Regions from separate parts of the Ovis aries genome. Here regions 1 and 3 are each linked to region 2. The links are chromatin contacts, called in public Hi-C maps. All regions are on one chromosome and are shown on one strand. The core of a region is the stretch at or near the end of the contact, and the rest is flanking DNA. Distances in the headings are between cores, read along the strand shown. Region 1 overlaps MYO16 (myosin XVI). Region 2 has its middle 140 kb from the start of COL4A1. Region 3 overlaps MYO16 (myosin XVI).

Evidence for each region. Hi-C and Micro-C count contacts between places; a contact is called where the count stands out from the background.
Region 1: a contact with region 2 is called in a Hi-C map of skin fibroblasts, with 4 times the contacts expected there. The contact joins two enhancer-like sites. A contact is called at or near these places in 3 of 16 Hi-C or Micro-C datasets (muscle, skin fibroblasts and tail adipose tissue).
Region 3: a contact with region 2 is called in a Hi-C map of liver, with 4 times the contacts expected there. The contact joins two enhancer-like sites. A contact is called at or near these places in 7 of 16 Hi-C or Micro-C datasets (blood, hypothalamus, liver and 3 more).

What each region holds. Positions count from the first base shown.
Region 1 is chr10:83,632,487-83,635,457 of ARS-UI_Ramb_v3.0, reverse strand. The region is part of intron 32 of MYO16 (myosin XVI); the gene reads right to left. Among named protein-coding and RNA genes, the nearest start is that of TRNAY-GUA, 8.5 kb to the right of the region's middle. Within about 2 kb of position 1,272, at least 9 of the 54 cell types and tissues checked have an H3K27ac peak or open chromatin away from gene starts, as enhancers often do.
Region 2 is chr10:84,228,631-84,231,459 of ARS-UI_Ramb_v3.0, reverse strand. No RefSeq gene overlaps it. Among named protein-coding and RNA genes, the nearest start is that of COL4A1, 140 kb to the left of the region's middle. Within about 2 kb of position 1,314, at least 16 of the 54 cell types and tissues checked have an H3K27ac peak or open chromatin away from gene starts, as enhancers often do.
Region 3 is chr10:83,480,881-83,484,017 of ARS-UI_Ramb_v3.0, reverse strand. It overlaps MYO16 (myosin XVI), which reads right to left. Exons shown (of 35, transcript XM_042255055.2): 17 at 1,098-1,209. Among named protein-coding and RNA genes, the nearest start is that of TRNAY-GUA, 140 kb to the left of the region's middle. Within about 2 kb of position 1,262, at least 7 of the 54 cell types and tissues checked have an H3K27ac peak or open chromatin away from gene starts, as enhancers often do.

The DNA of each region.
Region 1 (2,971 bases), core at 23-2,522, 600 kb after region 2:
GCCTTTCAAGGCTCGTGGCCACATGCTAACAGGACCAGGTACCCTGAACTCGTGTTTGGAGACAGGGCTGCCCGCACACGGCCTCCTCTGGCCGCCCCACCTGCTCCCCTCCTTCTGCACCCACCTGGAGAACTCCCAGCCCCCCACCTCCTGCCCCCATCATCACCCATCACGCATCCTGCTCACAGGTCAGCCCTGGCGGGAGGCTCTCCAAGACATAACCGCAGCAACAAGCTCCTGCTCTGGGGCCACCAGCTGTGCCCCCGCCCCATGCCCTGCTCATGAACGCTCCGTGATGAAGTCTGGTCAACCTCTCCCCAAAGAAGGCCCAAGCACACCGCTGGAGTTCACAGGCCACTCAGGGCTCAGTCACAGACCCATGGGGGCGTCTATGACCCCCAGGTAGAGCCTCACTTTGAAATGGGGCGGACCCATCTGCCGCCCGCCCTGTCTGGAGACAGCAGGGCACCCAGAGCTCTCTCTCCTCTCTGGATTCCCGGGGGCAAGCCCTGGGCTTGCATCAAGCTAATGCCTGGTGGATGACTACAAGGGAGTTAGCTCTGCAAGTTAATGCAAGTCCTGGGTACAGGGCCCTGGTTGCACAATTTCCCTGAGTGAAAGAGTTCTTGGGCATTGAGAGAGAGGAGGTGCTGTAAACAGGGAGAAAAATGTCACAGCATTCACAACAAATATTAGGCACTTTAAAAAAAATGTCCAATTAACACGGAAGGCAAAGAGCTCTGTGCTCTTAAAGTAGATATGTCTGACTATGGATCAGTGTATTCCATTTGAAAGCTCATTTGCAAGAAGAGACAGACTAAGGATTATTTCAACTGGGCATCCGGGGAATGAGAAGCACTGCAGCGTCCAGTTGCAAGGCCCAAACACAGAGACGCCTGTACTGCGGCAGGGCCAGGAGCTGCTCAGAACATCCTTTGCTCACACAGGGACCCACGCGTGCGTCAAAGCTCGGGTTCACTGACCCGGCCAGGGCAGCCACATTCTACAGCTCATCCTCTCCATCTATCCACCCAGCGACGAGCGAAGGACTTGCTTCGCTGGGGATGCTAGGCTTGCCTTCCCCAAGGACTTCGTTTGGAAAAACGGGGGAAACTTGGGGCTGATTTAAAATGGTTCCATAAGGCAGAGGGATGCTTTCCTTTCACGGGAGGGCGTCCAGAGTGCCCTGGACTACACATCAGTAAAGTATGTGCTTGCTCCGTCCACGCCCTTTCTAACATTCATGAAGCCTCAGGCCACCACCCCCCACAAATAAATCACCACGCAGAGAAAGCAAAGCAGCTGGAGAGTGAGAGAGATTAACAGCTCAGCACAGCATACACAGCCAGAAAAGCCTGCATGTAGGCAAGACGCCTCGGGGATGCCGAGCCCTACCTCCCATCATGGGATGCAGAGACCTGCACAGGAGGACGGATGTCTTAGCTGCCATCTCATCAGAAGGCGCCAGAGACGAAACAGGAGACAAGTGTCGAGACGTCTGCCGCAAACACTAGCGGAGAACGGCAGTTTACCAACGCTGCCCTTGAGCACAGGTCACAGGTTTCCGCCTGTACTTCTGTGATATTTCAGTGATTTTAAAGCATCTTCTTGTTAGCAAACAACGCATAATTGCGCTTAATTTGGCAGAGAAGCTTCAAAATCTCACTCAGTACCGATTGAGGAGGCTACGGGGGCTTCCCTGGTGGCTCAGTGGTAAAGAATCCGCCTGCCGATGGAGGAGACAGGGGGTCGATCTCTGGTGCGGGAAGATCCCCACACACTCCTTGGGTAACTAAGTCCACGCCGCAACTGCAGAGCCTGTGCTCCAGAGTCCGGAAGCTGCAGTGACCGAGCCCACACACCGCAACTACTGAAGCCCGTGTTCCATAACAGGAGAAACCACCACAGCTAGAGTGTGGTCCCCGCTGGCCCCAACTAGAGAAAGCGCGCACAGCCACAGAGACCCAGCCCAGCCCCAAACAAATCGAAACGATTGCTTTGAAAAGATGCAGTTGTAATACATACTTGAGAGACTGATCTTTCACGCTTAGCTCTGTTTGGACATGACATTTAGAAATTCACACCTTGAGGCTGTCACTGTAGAAAAGTTATCTGCACAGCTGTCCACATGGTGGTGGTGAGGGGGTGCGGCGCTGTGCTCACAGACCCTGTGGAAGTTCTCGAAGACCAGTGATTTCTGGTGGAAAGCTGACTCCTGAGAATTACTTCAGCTGCATCATGAAAAAATGATGCTCCAGCATCTTAGGGGCAGCTTCTGTCTTGAGCAGCAAGATGATGTTAGTTAATCAAGTCTCTGATGTTCAAATGGATTGACAGGTCTGTACTTATTAACGTGACTTAAGAATAAAGCTTATATTTTTTTTCTAAAGGACCTCCCTGATGAAATTGATACAAATATTTATCAGTAAATTGCTTTGACATTGGGACCTATTTCCACATAATTGAGTGATGGTGGAGTAAGCTGGAGATGAGCTAAGATTGGTCACAGAGATAGTTCATTAATCTGCTGTACTTTTGTATGTATTTGAAATTTTCCATAAAGCCAACTTTGAAAATAATTGTTTAAAAAATAAATGGTCTTATGGATTCAAGCATTACATTGTAAAAATTTCATTTATATAATGAAAGTGAAAGTATTACTCAGTTGTGCCCAACTCTTTGTGACCCCATGGACTGTGGCCTGCCAGGCTGCTCTCCGTCTGTGGGACTCTTCAGGCAAGAACACTGGAGTGGGTTGCCATTCCCTTCTCCAAGGGATCTTCCCGACCCAGGGATCAAACCTGGGTCGCAGGAGGTTTCTTTTACCATCTGAGCCACCAGAGAAGTCAGAACTCAAAATATCCTTACTTGGAGTATTTATGCAATGAAATAAAATATTTGAAATTAAGAGTAATTTCCATTTGGCTGCAGTGGTTCTGATTTGTAAAAATGCCCCAGGGCCAGATTTATC
Region 2 (2,829 bases), core at 65-2,564:
CTTAGCTGTGGCAGGCGGGGTCTTCATTGCATGTGTGACCCCATGGGCTGCAGCCCGCCGGGCTTCTCTGTCCGTGGGATCCTCCAGGCAAGAATAGTGAGTGGAGTGGGTTGCCATTCCCTTCTCCAGGGGATCTTCCCGACCCAGGGATTGAACCTATGTCCCCTGCATTGGGAGGCAGATTCTTTAGCACTGAGCCACCTGCGAAGCCCATAAATGTGCATAGCACAGCTAAATATATATATATATATATATCCATGGAGCGTGAGGACATATATATTAAAGTGATCTATGATGATCTTTCCTTTATTTATTTCTGCCCTGAGAAATATGGAATCTGACTTCCCTGACCAGAGATCAAACCCATGCCCCTGTGTTGGAAGCACGCAGAGTCTTAACCCCTGGACCGACAGGAAAGTACCGAGTCTTGCTACGCGTTCAGGTCACGGCATCTGGAGGTATAACCCTGAAAACCATTAATGACGTCCTAAAACCTGTCCTATAGCAGACAAGGAAAAAAAAACAGAACAACCTGAACAAACTGTTTTAAACAGAGAAGAATAGTAATGAGCCGTTAAATGACGTCGTAAGCACGCTCTGAGGATGTGGGGAAAAGTATGCTTTCAGAATCCATTATATTTAAAGATGATGCAGTGCAGTCTTCTTGGAATTGAAGAAAAGTAGAAAGTGGACTAGTAACTCCGGAGGTGGGGAACTTGTCTCCCAGGCAGGCCGAGCCCGGGACCCGAGGGCACCCAGACCTGGGGGAAGGCACTTGGTGTGTCTCCTTATTCCCATAAAAGGCTCCAGTAGTTTCCATGTGTATCTGTGGGGCGTGAGGAAGTCACATGGCAGCTTCAGACCAAACAACACAAGAAAGTGTCAGACATTCAGGGGAGCTGCTCGATTCTTGATGACAAGGGCTGTCTCTGCAAGGGCCTGATCTCCAGGGAGGTCAGCGGGGATGCCCACGGGGAAGGAGCCTGGAACGTGGGCCTTGCCGTCTGATGCTGGACCCAACAGGGCCCTCCTGGCCCCTCAGATCCAGCAGGGGCCCGCTTACAGAGGGGCTTCAGAGGGTGGGCGCTCTCGGCTGCCACTGACCCCTGCCTACCCCATGTGTTCTTCCTTGTCTAAGTCCAGAGGCTGAACACCCAGGACCGGAGCCAGCCGACCATCCGCCGGGTCCGACCGAGATGCTCCCAGGAGGCCGTTATTCTCCGAGACGGGCACGAGGGGGCAGCACAGCCCGCGTCAAGCAGCCCCCACTCCTCGCAAACACGCCCTGTCCCAGGAGGGCGGCTCTGCAGAGGCCCGGCCAGGCCCTGCCTGCCCGGACGCTCAGGCCTCCTGCCCTGCCCCCTGCCTTCCAGCGCATGCTCACACATGCACGCGCGCGCGCGCACACACACACACCCTCACACACGCACACACCGTGCACGCACACACATGTAAATACACTGGCTGCTGGGGTCCACGTGCTTGCAACCTCCACACTTTCCTATGTGGAACTCCTCCCCCACACATGCCGGTGTCTGGAGGGGGTTCCAGCTCAGCTACAATCTCTCAGAGACCCTCGGAGGCCTGGCATTGCTCCAGGAGGGGTGAAGGACCCTGAGGGTGGTGGGGGGCGGCCGCCAGGCTTCCTCAGGGGCCAGCTGCCAGTCTCCAGAGGCTGACCCAAGACCCAGGTGCCACGGCAGACCCTTACCTCAGGGCACCCAGCGTTTTATCCTCCCAAAGTGTGGTCAGCAATCCAGCCCAGCCTCTCTGAGCCCTGTGATATAGAGACGGTCCTGAGTCAGGGCGGCCTCTTGGAGACGTCCTGCGGTCCCGAGGATGGAGCCTCATCACCGGGTAAAGTGGGCCCTGTGTGACCCCAGGACTCACACGCAGGACTCGCATCCACCCTCTGCACCTCGGCCCCTGTCCTGGAGTTAAACATGTGGCATCTAAGAGGTGCAGACAAGCTGCACGCTGTGGAGTCTAATCTCATCGTGACCGCAAGCTCGGCCAGCCCTGGGAGAGGGCACCGTCTGAGGTTTCCCAGCCATATTGTGGGGCGAGATTGTCCTAAAAGAAACTGAGTGTCAAGACTGCTGCTGACAGTGGTTGGTGTTTTCCACCTTGGACATCATGAAAAAGATGGGAGGGAACATGCCCAGAAGGTGTGCCACGTGCCTGGGAAGCCGTGTGGCACTGGGGGCACCCTCTGAGCAGGGACAGGTGCGGCAGGGCGCCTTGAGATGCGAGAGCTCCCAGTGGGCTGCAGTGGGCGGTGGGCTGGCCCGCTCTTCCCCAGGGGCCTGTCTGCCCGCTCACCTTGGCAGGGACAGGGTAGGGAAGTCTGAGATGCAAGTCATGGTCCCGGCACATTCAGAAAAGAGAGGACACCAACTCTCTCGGAAGCAAATCGATGGCTTAATTCAGTGGTTCGCAGAGTTCAGGCCCCAGACCAGCAGCAAGAGCAGCCCTGGGGACCTTGTTACAGACACAGACCATAGGGCCCTAGCCCAGACCTTCCAGCCCAGCAACCCTGAAGAGCTGAGAGCGGATATCCATGTGTGACGGGCCTTTCACGTGGGGAAGACGCACAGTCAAGTGTGAGCACCCTGGGTTTACTTTAATAGCAACCTGGAGGTGTGACTGTGTGTTCATACTAAAGGGGTTAAAGATAAAGTTGTCTTTTATCCAGTGACTCCCTTCCTAGGAATGGACTTTCTTTTATGCATTTATTTTTATTTTTAATTAGGGTGTAATTACTTTACCATATTGTGATGGCTTTTGCCACACATCAACATGAGTTGCCTGTCGGAATACACATGTCCC
Region 3 (3,137 bases), core at 13-2,512, 750 kb after region 2:
AGCCAAGGGGAAAGACAGGGACCCAAATCGATGTATATCGAGTAAAAAAAAAAATTAAATCTGTCACTAAGTCTTGGCTCACGACCTACAGGCATACCAGTTACCCATGCAGTCTTATGTTGATTGCTAATGAGGAACTAGCTGCCATTTAAAGTGGCTCCATACTGAACATCCGGGACACAGAGATGATGCATAGGAAAAGGAGATTTGTAGGAATTTCTGAGGTCTTGGTGGCTCAGTGGTAAAGAATCCGCCTGCCAATGCAGGAGACGCGGGTTCGATCTCTGGGTTGGAAAGATCCCCTGGAGGAGGAAATGGCCACCCACTCCAGGATTCTTGCCTGGAGAATCCCATGGACAAGAGAGCCTGAGGGGCTACGGTCCACGGGGTCGCACAGAGTCGGACCCGACTGAAACGGCTGAGCACGCTTCACATCTCTTGTTCTCTGGACCTGTGCTATTCACTTCAGTGAACAGTAACCACGCAAGACAATGTCAGTTTAAATTGATCAGAATTTTTTTTTAAGTTTAAAAAAAGTTAAAAATCCACATCCTGAGTCTACAGCAGCCTCCTCCACCATGCCTGGCAACCCCAAGTGGCCAGTGACTGCCATACTGCAGGTGAAACCTGGAACGTTCCTGGGATCACAGAAATTTCCATTGCGTAGCAGAGGGCTTAGGCACTTTAAAGAGTATGTTTCAGCTTTGGAGGTATTTGATAATTCTTTAAGAATTAAAAAAAAAAAAAAAGAAGCATAGTGTTCAAGAAGATAGTTTAATCGAATGATTAGATTACTCTCCCAAGTGGTGCTTGGCAGCAGACAGCTCCTTCCGTCTGCCATGTTTCTCGACTCAGCCAGTGCGAAGTTCTTATCTGTTTCGCTCACGTGCTCCCTGTGGGAGAAGGTCTCAACCGCCTTCTTGAGGACGGCAGCCCATCTTCTCGGTACCCTGCGGCCCTGGGCGTAATGTTTGCTCACGTCTCTCTCCCACTAGCATGCAAGCTCCACGAGGCAGAGGAATGTTTTTGAATGAATAACTTTTACAAACTAGCAGAGGGTTGATTTCCTCAGTGGAATATTTAACCGCATGACTCACCAAGTTACTGAAGCCAATTACATTCAGAGCTTGTTTCAAAACAGCAAATTTCTCCCTGTTCAGGGAACGCTCTGCTGTTGATCTATCTTCTCTAAGGGTCTGGTGCAAATACCTGTGAGGAGGAAAACCACACAGTTTTATGGCTTGGCTTGTCAACAAACCCCAGTGGTGAAGTCACTTCAGCCCTGTCTGGTCTCCAGAATAATGGACATCACCTGGACATTGTGTCCCTGTATGATTTATACGGCTTTGGTCCGTAAGAGCACATGCTGTTTCCGGAAGGAAGAAAGGAAGGTTCTTGTTGTACCAGAACGTATTTACACTGTTTCCCTTGGTTCTCACTTGAGTGGCTCCCCTCCTCAGAGAAGGTCACGAATACTTTGTGTATTTCATATAGAAATCTAGCAGATTCTACCCCATGCTTTGTAATTCGTATTTGTAGTCAAAATTTTAAATTGAGAGCAATCTACGATTTCTTCTCGTCAATATCTTTTAACTACAAGGTGGATGATTAATTCATGGATTTATTCCTTTCGTTCAAAAAGCACAGAAAGGACAAAAGAAGTTGACCGTGTTAGTTGGTCAGTCGTGTCTGACTCTTTGCGACCCCATGGACTGTAGCCCGCCAGGCTCCTCTGTCCATGGGACTCTCCAGGCAAGAACACTGGAGTGAGTTGCCATTTCCTTCTCCAGGGGCTCTTCCTGACCCAGGGATGGAACCCAGTCCTCCCACATTGCAGGCAGACTCTTTACCGTCTGAGCCACCTGGATAGCCCTAAGCACAAAGGAATCGCCTACCAAATACACAATACTAACACTTCGGGATACAAAGAGCTTATCCCTGGAGGCTCAAGAACAAACACAGTGTGTCCAAAGACAGAGACAAGAGACAAAGCGCGGCTGTGATGCAGCATGGAAGCAGAACAACAGAGAAGGCCTTGGCCTGTTTGCAGGAGTGCAGAAAGGGAACCGGGGGAACGGCTGTGGGCCAGGACGAGGCTTTGGTTTCAAGAGCTGACGTTTGAGTAAGGATCGCCCGGGAAATCCGAGATCCACGGTGATCCTCAGAATAACTGGCACTATGTGCAAAGGCACACAGGCAGGATCCCATGTGGTGTGTGTATGTTGGAAACTTGCACAGGTCTGCACAGTCGGAGCCTCTGGCGAGAGGGGCCGAGGGTGATGAGGCCAGACAAGGAGCCAGAGCCCTGTGCGTCCTGCAGAAGTTTCCGTGGTGGCGTGGAAGTGGCGGCTGTCCCCAGGGCCTTGAAGCAAAGAAAGATTGGCGGTGCAGGAGGCATTTCCCCGCAGCCCAGTGAGGTGGCCTGGAATTAGCCCTTAGCAGTTGTAGTAGTTCAGTCGCTCAGTCGTGTGTGACTCTTTGCGACTTCACGGGCTGTAGCCCGCCAGGCTCCTCTGTCCATGGGATTCTCCAGGCAAGAATGCTGGAGTGAGTTGCCATTCCCTTCTCCAGGGGATCTTCCCAACCTGGATCTCCTGCATTGCAGGCAGATTCTTTACCGACTGAGCTATGAGGAAGGCCTGGGAAGAGATGAGGCAAAGAAATGAGCCGGCAGGTCTAGGGAGACCAACAGTGAAGAGAAGCAAAGGAGATGGAGAGGCAGGTGGGCGAGAGGAGGGCTGGCTGTTCACAGGGTCCGTGGTGGGTGGGAGGAGAGGCGTCAATGACGCTTTGTAAGTTTCCGTCTGGGGAAGCAGGGTGGAGCAGGCCTCATTCAATCAAGGGGGGCTTCTCAAGAGAAGGAGTGCGTTCTTGAGAGAGAAAGACAGAGTTTATCATAGCTGTGTTTGTTCACTTCGAACTACTTGCTAGAAGTTCATGTGGTGTTCCAGGAAATAATCGGCTATAAGGGTCTGAAATTCAGAAAAGTCCAGAAAATAAGCCCTGGAAGTCATCTACACGAAGACAGCTAAAATCACGGGAGTGGATGAGCGCCCTGGAAAGAAGACGCCCACATTTTACGGATGAAGATAGAGTTGATGGAGAGGAGACTGTAGGGGCAAGGAGCGGGGGAGGTG